Linked DNA regions of Mus musculus: region 2 is linked to region 1. The links are chromatin contacts, called in public Hi-C maps. All regions are on one chromosome and are shown on one strand. Each heading gives the region's core, a stretch centred on a gene start, on an enhancer-like site or on the middle of the called end of the contact. The rest is flanking DNA. Distances are from core to core; before and after follow the strand shown. Region 1 has its middle 61 kb from the start of Gm13872. Region 2 overlaps Gm34483 (a long non-coding RNA gene).

Region 1 (5,451 bases), core at 13-2,512:
AAAGTAAAAAAGCAAAGCTCTCAAGAACTCCACTGACTTCATCAGAAATCTGAATTTCCTTCAGGTCTCCAACTGCTCAAAACCTGCCTCCCCACTTCTAAGCAGATAAATTCCAAATTGTCTGCCTAGATTCTGAGGAGGCTGGGCCCTGGAATGGGTAGCCGTTCTCTCCTCTCTACATCTAGAGGACACCAAGTTCTGGCAAGGCCTTTGTGAAATAAAATAAAATAAAATAAAATAAAATAAAATAAAATAAAATAAAATAAAATAAAAAGCAGTAACATACCTGCCTACTTCCACACTCCCCAGAAAACAAGAGAGGTCCCTGTTTCCTCTCTAATAGCTATTTGAGTATCTGGGTGAGAAGACTAGGGTGTCAGCACTTCTGGTGTGAGGAATGAGAAACAGAAAAGCCATATGCTCCTATCAAATTTTGTCTTTTTGTCTCATTCAATTTCCCAGATATCTTTCTGATAGAAATGACTATTCCCATCTTACAGATGAGAAAATGAAGACACATCATTGCTAAATTACTTAAGATACACATCAGTAAACAAAGTATGGCAAAGTTGGGTTTGAACCCAGGGTCTGACTTTAAAGACGGTCATGCTAAAACTAGATGTTAGCTGCTTTTCCTGGAGTTTTTGCCATTTCTCCTCCGGGGGTGAGGATGGAGGAAGTGGTTTGGATGAAGCTGCTGGAAAACAGCAGTCACCACGTGATGAGGTCAGCAGTCTGGAAGCCTGAGGAGGGTGGGATGGAAGGGGCGGGAGATGGGGAGCCCTAACAAGCAAACAAACTACTGGTGTTGAAGACTAGATGTCAGCAGAGGCAAGAAGTGGGGCCCGAGGCCAGGGTGCTGGATCAGACTTCCTAACTCTATGACCCTTTGCGTGGGCCACCATGGCACAACTCCCCACACTTCCACATGACCTGATCCTCCTTCTTCCAATAAATACAGCATCTAGGAGGTGTTTATAGGTTTCTAAATAAACTCCTTCGTCAATATAGCCTACATGGTACATATCTTCACTTATGCTTCAGGAAGACTCTTTGACTCCCACAGAGAGCTCTGGAGTGTTGGCCTGGCTTATAAGGTTTGAAAATGATCTCTTAATATCAACAAATTCAAGTTAACAAACTTATGACAATAGGCAATGAGACAGGGGAAGTCAGAACTCCAGCATAACTCTACCACTTTCTACTTGGGTGGTTTGGAGACTACAATATACTTCTCTGTGTTCCTAGCTGACTCATCCATTAAAAATGGGATAAGGATTTCTTCATCACTAGTTGAATGTATAAACACAGACATTCATAAGTGATCAGTACTAGATAGTAACTTTGGAGGCCATAATTGAGCTGGGATGTTTGTTCCCGTTTGGAGGTACAAACACAAAGCCTGTTCTCAATAAGTTTGCCAAAGTGGAAGAGAGAGGACAATGGGGAAACTGATAAGATTGAACTATGTTAGTGACAGGTGGACACGGTCAAGGCGGTACTAGGAAGGGGGAGTGCGCTCAATCTGAGTAAAGGTGGGGTAAGACACTTCCTGAGGATGACATCAAAAGCCACAGCTTGGTGCCCAATTTTGGTTAATGTGTAGCCACATCTTGGATAGGCTGATATTTCATCAAGGATACCAGATGTTTGCTTTGGTGACTCCTTGCTCTTAGGTCTTGCTTTGAAAACAAAAGCTCTTCTGTGAAAATCAATGAGCTTGCCTCACAAGGTGCCTTAGATCTTTAAATAATATGGATATAGTCACCCTAAGTTAATAACCACACAATTAGGGTCAGAGTTCAGGAAACAAGAAGGGATGGGGAAGGAAGAAACTAAAGACCTACTGTATAAATGTTGACATGGCAGGTAGGAATTCATGTGTGTATGTTTGTTTGTGTGTCTGTGTCAGTAGGTGTTGTGTACTCATGCATGTGTGTGCATATGTGTGTGTGTGTCTATATGTCTGCGTGTTTGTATTGTATGAATGTGTTCCTATGGCTGTATGCACCTATGGGAAGACCAGAGATTGATTTCAAAGGTTCTTGACATCTCTGATTGTTCTCCACCTTGATTTTGAAACAGGGTCGTTTACTGAACATGGAAGTCCTTTAAGCCAGGCCGTCTAACCAGTGAGCCCCAGAGATCTGCCTATACTGGGGGTCCCAGAGGTTGGGGTACCTCCACATGTGGCTTTTTACTTGGATGTTGGAGATGTGGACTCAGGTAGGCCCTCGTGCCTGGACAGCAGATGGTTTATTGAATGAACCATCTCCTCAGCCTTGAAATTAACATTTTGAGAGCCTATAACACACCAGATAACACTAAGAACCTTACCTAATACCCTAGCCGTGGACACTTTTCCTGCCCACTCTTTATTTCGGGTGATAAACTACAACTCCAGTTATTTAAGAAATGTAAGCAGGATCCGACTGCTAAGTAGGTGAAAGAACCAATATTAAAAAACCCAGCTTTTAGTCCTGACACCAGTGCTCGTGATCTTTATAATGCTCTGGATACTCCCAAACATACATACTTGCGTGTGTCTGCTCCTTCTTCTCCAATAGAATGGCATTTATGAATTTGTTCATGGTTTTCCATGCTATGTTACTGCTATGGCCTAAATGGTGTTTCTGAAACAAAAACATGAACATAAACATAAACATAAATATCAGAGGTAGCCTTAAGCCATGAAAATCTTTCAACACACCCACTATAAACTGTTTGTACTAAAAGGCCTTGTAATTGGTCTCCTCCTGTCTCATTCTTTGGAAGGTATCTTTATAGCTCTTCCCACTGGAAGACAGAATCAATCAATCTCTCTGTGTGTCTCTGTCTCTCTGTTTCTCTCTGTCTCTCAGTCTCTGTCTCTGTCTCTCTCTCTCCTTTAAATCTAAGTTGCACTTGGGTTTGGGCTTGGCCAAAACAATATGGTGGAATCATACAAAGTTAGTTTTGGGCTTTGACCACTAGGAGCTATGTAAGCATTCATTTTCTTTCTAGGTCCCTGCCAGGCCTATACAAGCCAGCTGGTAGCATGTGAGATACATATGGAAACAATCTTGGCATCCGAGATGAAACCATCCTAGACTGGCAGTGTTTCTCCAAGCAGTTTATCAACAACATAAACATGAATGAGTCAACTGAGCCAGCCCAGATCAGCAGAGAGACTGAATCAACCCTCAGACTTGGGAGAAATACGTTAATGTTTGTTATTTTAAGCATCTAATTTTAGAGCTCATCTTACTGCATCGGCAGTTAGCTGATACAAGCAAAATGTGAATCCCTTTTTAATTAGGAGTCAACAGAGGCAAACCATGTATTTGTTCTATTTTTAGTCTGTTCTCTAATTTGGACTGATTTCCCCCTAGATTGGATGGACCATCATCCCCTGGGATCTCCTTCCGCCATTTAAAGAATCCTCTTTATTTCTTCACCCTCACATCTTTCTTTTCTTGATAGCATTTAATTTTAGGTAGAATGCATTCTTTGGGGGTTGCCTGAGAATGACTGAATGGGCTTGGATACTGTGCATATCTGAAATTCTCCTCTTATCCATACTTTGTATCATAGCTCAGTCAAGAGTCTAGCCTGGAAATATTTCCCTCCACATTTTCTTTAAGTATAGTTAAATGAGTTTAATTTAACACAGGCTAAACAAAACACTTTCATGATGTTCATTTAGTTCAAGGTAAAACTTCCAGTGGTGTATTCTTGAAGGCCTACTATTTACTGTTAGAGTTCTAGGGGCCCTTGGTTTTGGAAGGGTTCTACAGGTGCACAGATTTTACTACTCAGCCAGGGTTAGTGTAGTCTGTGGGTTACAAGTTATTTTTCTTGGAAATACCCAAGTCTCTGGGAAGCTCTTTTGAGGGTACACTCCATTTGGCAAGCTTCCTCTAGGCTGGAAACTTTCATTCTCCCGTGTCTGTTGGCCTTCTCTCTTCAAAGATGACAAGTGAGAAGTCTGATTCTTTTGTGATTTTTTTTTTTTGCTTGGTTTTATTTTTGAGATAGTGTCTTTCTTTGTAGCCAAGGCTGGCCTATCAGACTTATGATTGTCCTAGCTGTTTTGAATCTTGCGAGCTGGGATAATAAGTACATAATATCTTATCCAGCTCTACATTTTTTTTTTTTGTGCAGGCCCTAGTTTGACGCTTGGTTCTATAAATAATGCTTTTTCTTTCTAGAAAATACAGGATCATCTTTTGCCCCAGGATGTTAAAAAAGTTAAAGACAATAGGACTTGATGTGGTTTTGTCTTTTATTAACACATACCTGGTCCTTAGTCAAATATTCATATTCATAAACTCTAAGGCATTTTGTGTTTTGTCTCTTACATAATCTCCCCTCTCTACCACCATAGTTTTCTCTTTCTGTGTTTTCTTGCGATTTGCATGTGAGATTTCCTACCAGAGCTCAGTCTTGGTGATGCCCATCTCTCTGTTTCCATTTGTCTGTCACTACCTTTGTAATAACATTTCTTCATCTTTATCTTACAAACCTCCTCCTGGGCTTATCTTTAAAATCTGTCCTTTCACATTTGAGTGTGAGAAAGGTCCATCTTGAGACAGTGAGTGTCCTTTCGTCCCTGAGTGTTCTGTCCTTGTTTCGTGCTTTGCCTGTTTTCTAACGGAGGTTGCTAATGATGGTTTTTGTTTATTTGTTTTATTCCTTCTCCAAGAATTGTTTCTGTCTCTTCCAAGTGGCTTTATCGTATTTGCTTTAGTCCTTGTATTTTGATGCTAGGTGCTTTCTGCAAGGGCTTAGTACCTCTGTCTCTTGTTAATGTAGAAAGTGAGGCATAGAGAGCGGGTGCCTGATGGGGTCTGAGAGGTGATTCTTACTGAACAATCCCTGACAGTTTCCCTGGGGGCTATCATATGAATCTCTTCAGACATTTTTCCAGGCTTATAAAATTCCCTAGAAAGGCTGAACTTCTTGAAGGAAGCAGGACTCTCTGCCAGTGTTCTGAGAGCCAAGGAAAGAGAGAAGAGAAGGCCAGGGGATTTGAGCATTTCCATATGTACAGCTTCTCTCTCTCTCTCTCTCTCTCTCTCTCTCTCTCTCTGTGTGTGTGTGTGTGTGTGTGTGTGTGTGTGTGAGAGAGAGAGAGAGAGAGAGAGAGAGAGAGAGAGAGAGAGAGAGAGAGAGATTTATTTATACTGTTCACTGTTGCCCTTAACTACTTCACCTTCTCCAGATGATAGGTAGAATTCTGCTTCTCTGTGGGGAATGTGAAAACACCATAAACTAGGCTGCATTGAGCAGGGGCAGGGGCTGGGGTTCCAACTGCCCCTTACAAAGACTCTAAGCTCCTCCACTCCCTCATCTTTTGCAGGATAGCTGATTCCAGAGCCTCTGTGGCACTCAACTGGTAATTTTGGTTATTTTTCAACTCCCCCACAACAGACTCAGGATTGAACACTTGCAAATTTTTCAACCAGTTAC
Region 2 (6,016 bases), core at 1,658-4,157, 150 kb after region 1:
ATCTGGGTTCTTTCCAGCTTCTGGCTAATATAAGTAAGGCTGCTATGAACATAGTGGAGCATGTGACCTTATTACAAATTGGAGAATCTTCTGGGTATATGCCCAGGAGTGGTATTGCTGGATCTTCCAGTATTACTATGTCCAGTTTTCTGAGGAACCGCCAAAGTTCTCAGTTTTCTTATTATTTTTCTTATTCTTATCATTTTTCTTATTCTTATCAGTTTTCTTACCTCTGGGTGGGAACTTCTATATTTTCTTGAAGTTTCTATTCTTGTCAAAAGAAGAGAGTTATTTTTTAAATTTTTGATTTTTAATTTATGCATATGTATAGGAGCCTGAGTGAGTACATGGGCATCACATGTATGCAGGTGCCCAGAGAAGCCAGAGAAGACATTGGGGCCCCTAAAACTGAAGATACAGCTTGTTTCAAACTGTTCAAAGTGGGTCTGAGAACTGATCATGGGTTTGCTGCAAAAGTCAGTTCCCAATCTCCCTTGCTATTTGTGTTTGGGAGGTAAATGAGTCACAAGGACCCTGCCATGGAGATTAATCCATCCATGGATTAATGGATTAGCAGATTAATGCATTGTTGCTGGAATGACTTTGTTGTCAAAGTGAGCTCTCTCTCTCTCTATATATATATATATCTGATTGATGGCTCTGTCTTGCTATGCAACACCCTGTACCTTCTGGAATTCAGTAGATATGCCCCACTAGTAAGAAGACTCTCAACAGAAATGAGTCCTCAGCATTAGATTTTCAATATCTGGAAATTTCATAAGCAAACAACTTCTCTTTGGATATTCCTCTTGTCAGGCGTTCACAGAAAACACACTAAGATAGCAACATAAAACATAAAGGCAGGGCCTGGATTTCAAACATCACAATGCCGCTGTGGTACCCCGCCATACTTTCTATGATGAGTTTGTATGAGAAAGCACCACATATCCATGTATCCACATATCCATGTATCCATGATTGCCAGAGGTTACTTAGAGGAAGGGGAAAGTTACAGCAGGGCAGCACGTCCCAGGTTGACAGGATCTGAGTCAGGCAGGGTCAAGATGTGGGGGGGTGGGGGGGGTTCAGAGTTTCACTGAGAGAGAAAGTGAGGATCCAAAGCGAGGGACCATGAGTCACAGCAGAACTGCAAGCCTCGAAGAACCAAAGACATCTGCAACCTGTGGCTGCAGAACCAGGTGGGTGTGCAATTCAGATAGAAGCCAACTGAAAACATGAAATTCAGCATCAGACCATTCAAACACTGGGAGGTGCTGGTGTTGATCGGTAGTGAAGGAGGAAGAGATGTGGTCAGTTTTAAGGACCAGGAACAGCAAGGAGTGTGTGTGTGTGTGTGTGTGTGTGTGTGTGTGTGTGTGTGTGTGTGTGTGTATGTGTGTGTGTGTGTCTGTGTATCTGCGTGTCTGTGTGTCTGTGTGTCAGGGGGTGATGCTTAGAGACCAGCCTCTTCCTCAAGTAAAGAAAGCTTCAGTTGGGTCTCTTGGCTTTCTTACTCCTGTTCATAAAAATCAGCTGAAAGATTCCACAGAGGCAATGTATAGACTTACTGTCTATCTAAGTGAGGATAAGTTCAGATGACATCTTAGAAGAGATTTTTCAATTTAAATTGTCTTTTTTATTTTGAGAATTTTATACCTGGGTGTTGTATTTACTTCATATCTATTCCTCCCTCTCCCCACAACTCTTTCTGTGTTCCCCTACTCCCTATTAAGTTTGGGACATCTTCTATAATTACTATAATATGTATATGTATGTGTATATATGTATTTGTATTTGTATTTTTACTTGTACATGTACATGTATATGTACATATATAATCACAACCTACTGAGTCCATTTAGCATGACTTTTAAGTACACACTGATAAGTGTAGCTCTCAATCCTCATCCAGAAAACATTTTGGTTCTTCTTGAAGCATATGGAGGCTACTACAAAGATCAACAACCATTCAAAATGCACAGACTAAATGACCATGGGATGTCCAGGTCCAACTGGTGCAGCTACAGTGAAGAGGGGTTTTGTCACACTTATGACTCTGACTGACCACGTGAGGTCAGATTGGGAAGCTGGGTAAACACATGAGTTTCTGCTGTAGAAGTATCAGTCAGAAATATCCAAAAGCCAGGAAAATGACCACATGTCTGAGCTGCTATGTAAGATTTGTGGCTTGTGATCCAATTAGACAAGCTGTCAAATCATAGGATTCTGGTGTGGGCTGGCCTCGGTCAGCCCGTGGAAGCAGTTTAAGAAGGACAAGGCTCAGCCCATGTTGTCTGTGGACCTCAATACATCATTCCTCTTGAGGAGAAGGTGTGATCTACTTTTCCCACAATCAAGGGCCCCATAGTGAGTTTTAAACTATTTTCTCAACTATGTCACAAAGACTTTCCTAGACATTACAAGCCCCTGAAAAGTGGGCCGGCACAAGTGAAAACAGCTGTTGGGTAGATGTAGATCATAGTTCTGGGGTGATTGGGCCGTTCCTTTGATTTATTTCTTCAGCGAGGCAAAGCTACGTCATTTGAAAAGCATGTTAGGAGATGTAAGCTGCCTTCATGAGGTCATGGATGTTGCTAATATCCTAACTCAGGGACAAGCAATCTCATTTCTAAAAATCCTGCTGTGACTCTCCAAAAACCATTTCCTAAGTCAGAAATAACAATAAGCTGTAAAAAATGTAACTTGCTTTTATTTCTATGTTTAGCCTGCAGTTCATGAAGACGCGCCCTCTGGGCTGGCAGCCCGACAGTACCTCATAGCACTTAGTAAGTTTCCCATGAGCTGATGGATCTGCTGCCTTTTTTACCCTTCCTGCTGCAGCTACTGTAGAAGACTCATGTGCCTCGTTCATCGTCTCATGTGAAACACAAAGCACCAGACCTGAGATCTGAGAGTCATTTGATGAGTAGGTATTGTGGTGATTAATAATGACTGTATATGTGACAGGATATAGAGTCACCATGGCAACAAGCTTCGAGGCATATTTGTGAGGTAGTTTCAAGATTAGTTGAATAGAGAAGGCTCACCTAACTGTGGCCTGTGCCAGTGGGCAGAGAGGTCCTAGACTGGATGAAACAGAGAAAGCAAGCTGGGCACCAGCATCTCTCTCTCTCTCTCTCTCTCTCTCTCTCTCTCTCTCTCTCTCTCTCTCTCTCTCTCTCCATTCTGACTGCAGCTACAATGTGGTCACCTGAGCTGCTGTCACCATGCCTTCCCTTCCATGGTGGACTGGAACCTTACACTAGAAGCCTACGTTGTTTCCCTAGGGTATTTTGTCTCAGCAATAAGAAAAGATTTGCTAATGTCGGTATTTAATAAACCAATCAATTAATTAAAATCTTAGATAAATAAGCTTCCTATCTTAAATAGACAAAGCAAAATATCTAGCATAGAACAGACACTCAGAACTGGCAATGTCACCACTAAATGTCTGTCAAGAGAAAAAGCTGCTTTTTTATATTTATGGATATTTATTATAGACATCTATATTAGAATTTCCATTAGATTTCTTCTTGTTGTTGTTGTTTTGAAAAGGCTGCTTTTAATAATCGCCTGTGAAGAATCTTATCGAAGTTCCTTGACATCATCATGGGAAGAGCAGAGGTGGTGGCAAGCCTTTCAAGGTTGTCATTCCCCCTTGCCATCTAGCTGTGAACATTAAGATCAGCCTTGGAGCCTGTCCTTACATTTCTTCTTTTTGTTCAAACCATAAAATCCTGTGTGGTTCGGATTAAGTTTTGAGCAGGGGCTCTATTCATTTGGTGACTCATTGGAAGGAGAATGGAAAACATTGAGAGATTTTCAGCTAATGAATAAAATGTGTGGGGTAGTACCTCTCCAGGTCCCGGCTCTCAGTCACAGCTCACTGTGGGAAGGATGCCCTGCTTGTCCAAAGACTGGATGCTCTACCACAAGAACGGAATGCCCTGCGCTTAACCAAAGACCATGGGAGGAAACTATGGCACTGGCTCGTCCTAGGGTGGCCCCTTGCAAGTCAAATCCCAGCTGAGCTTGGGACAGAGCTAAGAGTTTTGCTTGTGGCACTCCTCACAGAAGGTTTGGTTTCCACTGACGTCCAACTTTGGAGACAGAATATTACCTCAGTCATCTTTACACCTGGAACAACCCAGCCATCTGGAGTAAAGCCAGCCTTGGAGCTAACTCTTCTACCAGCAGTATATCTGCTTCCTGCTATGGAAGCAGGCCCGAGGGCAGGGCTGATCGCTGAGGACCCTTCATTAGAGGGCTTCTCTTATCTCCATTTGTCTCCTCCCAAAGTGACCTCATCCAGTCTGAAGACAGTCAACACCAACTCCCAAATGCATGTCTTCAGCCTGACTTTCAAACTCCAGCTTCATTACCTTCACCAGCCTCCTTATCACTCCTGTTTTGGATACCTAACAGCCGTCCATCCTAACGCATGCTAACAGAATTTCAGAAGCTCCCACGACACCTGCTCTCCCACGTCTCAGTTGACAAGGACTCCATTCTTTCAGCTGCTCAGGCCAAACCTTGCCACCTCACTTTGATTCACGGCCCGCTTCCAAACAGTAAATCTGATTTCATCAGTGACATAAGATACATCCGGTTCTCACCATCTCCACTGCAGCTGTCAGGACATTGGATTCGCTCATCTTTTTGACTTCCTAACTGGCTCTGTCGCACTTTCACCTACCTCCTGTGAATTCTTTCCATGCAGTCTATATGAATTAAACTGAAGTCATAGCATACTGTTCTTTCCATTAGCACGCCCCCTTCCACACATATACACACCCAGGGCCTTCCACAGTACTCTGAGAAAGAGCCAAGCCTCACAACCTCTGGTGACCTGCCTGGGCCCTTCCCTCTGACTTCACTTCCCACCAATGTCTTCTTGGCTCCCCTTCCCGCCACACCTGCTTCCTGGCTGTCCTCCCAGGTACTGTCCTGTTCACTCATCTTTTCCTTCAAGCTTCACCTTGGGGTGGCACGTTCCCCATTCACCATCTGTACAGGGAAAGTATTCCTGCTGGACCCTCTGCCCACACTGCCGGTGTGAAGATTCTTTCACAATGTCCTTGCGGTACATTGAGACATCCCAGCTTCTTCTCTGTGATGATCGGTTGGGTTCAGACAGAAGAAGAAACACACATCAGGTTCAGAAAAGTAGATTTACTAGACTCACATGTTACTTGGGGCTGTGGGAAAACACAGGGTGGTCAGAGGGCAGAGAAGTCAGGAAAAACCCAGGGACTGCCTTTTATGGGCATTCCTATGAGCAAAGGCAGGCTGGCAAGGCAAAGATTCAAGATTAACTAGTTTGCATAATTCATCAAGCTCTAAGTTATTGGATTGTTCCTGGTTGGCCTGGTGTCTAACCCTGGGATGACTAAACATACAGGGGTGCTGGGCCCAAACAGAGATGTGGCTCTAGGTTAGCCAATTTGCATATCAAAGGCCTGTTCCAGGCAGGACCTTCTGCTATCCCCCTGGCTTGGGGAGGCTTTTTAAAATGTCAAGACATCACCTTGTTCAAAGCAGTCTTAAATATTTACAGTCCATGTATTTTCTACCAAAGTGTAACTCCACGAGGAGTCTTCTCTCTTTCCACTGCTCTATCTGCAGTGCCTAGAGTGGAGCCAGAGGTACAAAGGGTGTTGGATAAATGTTTGACAGCTGCGGAACAAAGAGGTTTGAGTGTCCCCACCCTCTGATCCCAGGATTACTGCTGGAGCCACAGTTTCCCTCTGCTCAGCAGTAAAGGGAGTGAGGACTGGTGATTTTATCAGAAAAGAGAAAGTTGGTTTGATTAGGTTTCATTTAGTAGTAGTAGTAGTAGTAGTAGTAGTAGTAGTAGTAGTAGTAGTAGTTAGTATTATTATATTTCCTGAGACAATGTCTCATTGTATAGCCCTTACAGGCCTGAAACTTGCTATATAGACCAGGCTGGCCTCAAATTCACAAAGATCTGCCTACTTCAGTCTCCTATGTGCTAGGAAACTCCATACCTGACTGA

What was found. Hi-C and Micro-C count contacts between places; a contact is called where the count stands out from the background.
Region 2: a contact with region 1 is called in a Hi-C map of pancreatic cancer cells, with 1.6 times the contacts expected there. The contact joins two enhancer-like sites. A contact is called at or near these places in 3 of 15 datasets of contacts at CTCF or cohesin (CD8 T cells, the NIH/3T3 cell line and pro-B cells), 9 of 484 Hi-C or Micro-C datasets (the C3H10T1/2 cell line, the HPC-7 cell line, Th1 cells and 6 more), 5 of 115 datasets of contacts at active chromatin or transcription factors (CD8 T cells, the HPC-7 cell line, acute myeloid leukemia and 2 more) and 1 of 9 other capture datasets (embryonic stem cells).

Annotation. Positions count from the first base shown.
Region 1 is chr2:102,804,714-102,810,164 of GRCm38.p6, forward strand. No RefSeq gene overlaps it. Among named protein-coding and RNA genes, the nearest start is that of Gm13872, 61 kb to the left of the region's middle. Within about 2 kb of position 1,263, at least 31 of the 459 cell types and tissues checked have an H3K27ac peak or open chromatin away from gene starts, as enhancers often do. A contact at or near this core is called in the NIH/3T3 cell line and pancreatic cancer cells, where this site is marked.
Region 2 is chr2:102,954,189-102,960,204 of GRCm38.p6, forward strand. It overlaps Gm34483 (a long non-coding RNA gene), which reads left to right. Exons shown (of 6, transcript XR_866583.2): 5 at 2,726-2,926. Among named protein-coding and RNA genes, the nearest start is that of Gm34483, 16 kb to the left of the region's middle. Within about 2 kb of position 2,908, at least 60 of the 459 cell types and tissues checked have an H3K27ac peak or open chromatin away from gene starts, as enhancers often do. A contact at or near this core is called in the NIH/3T3 cell line and pancreatic cancer cells, where this site is marked.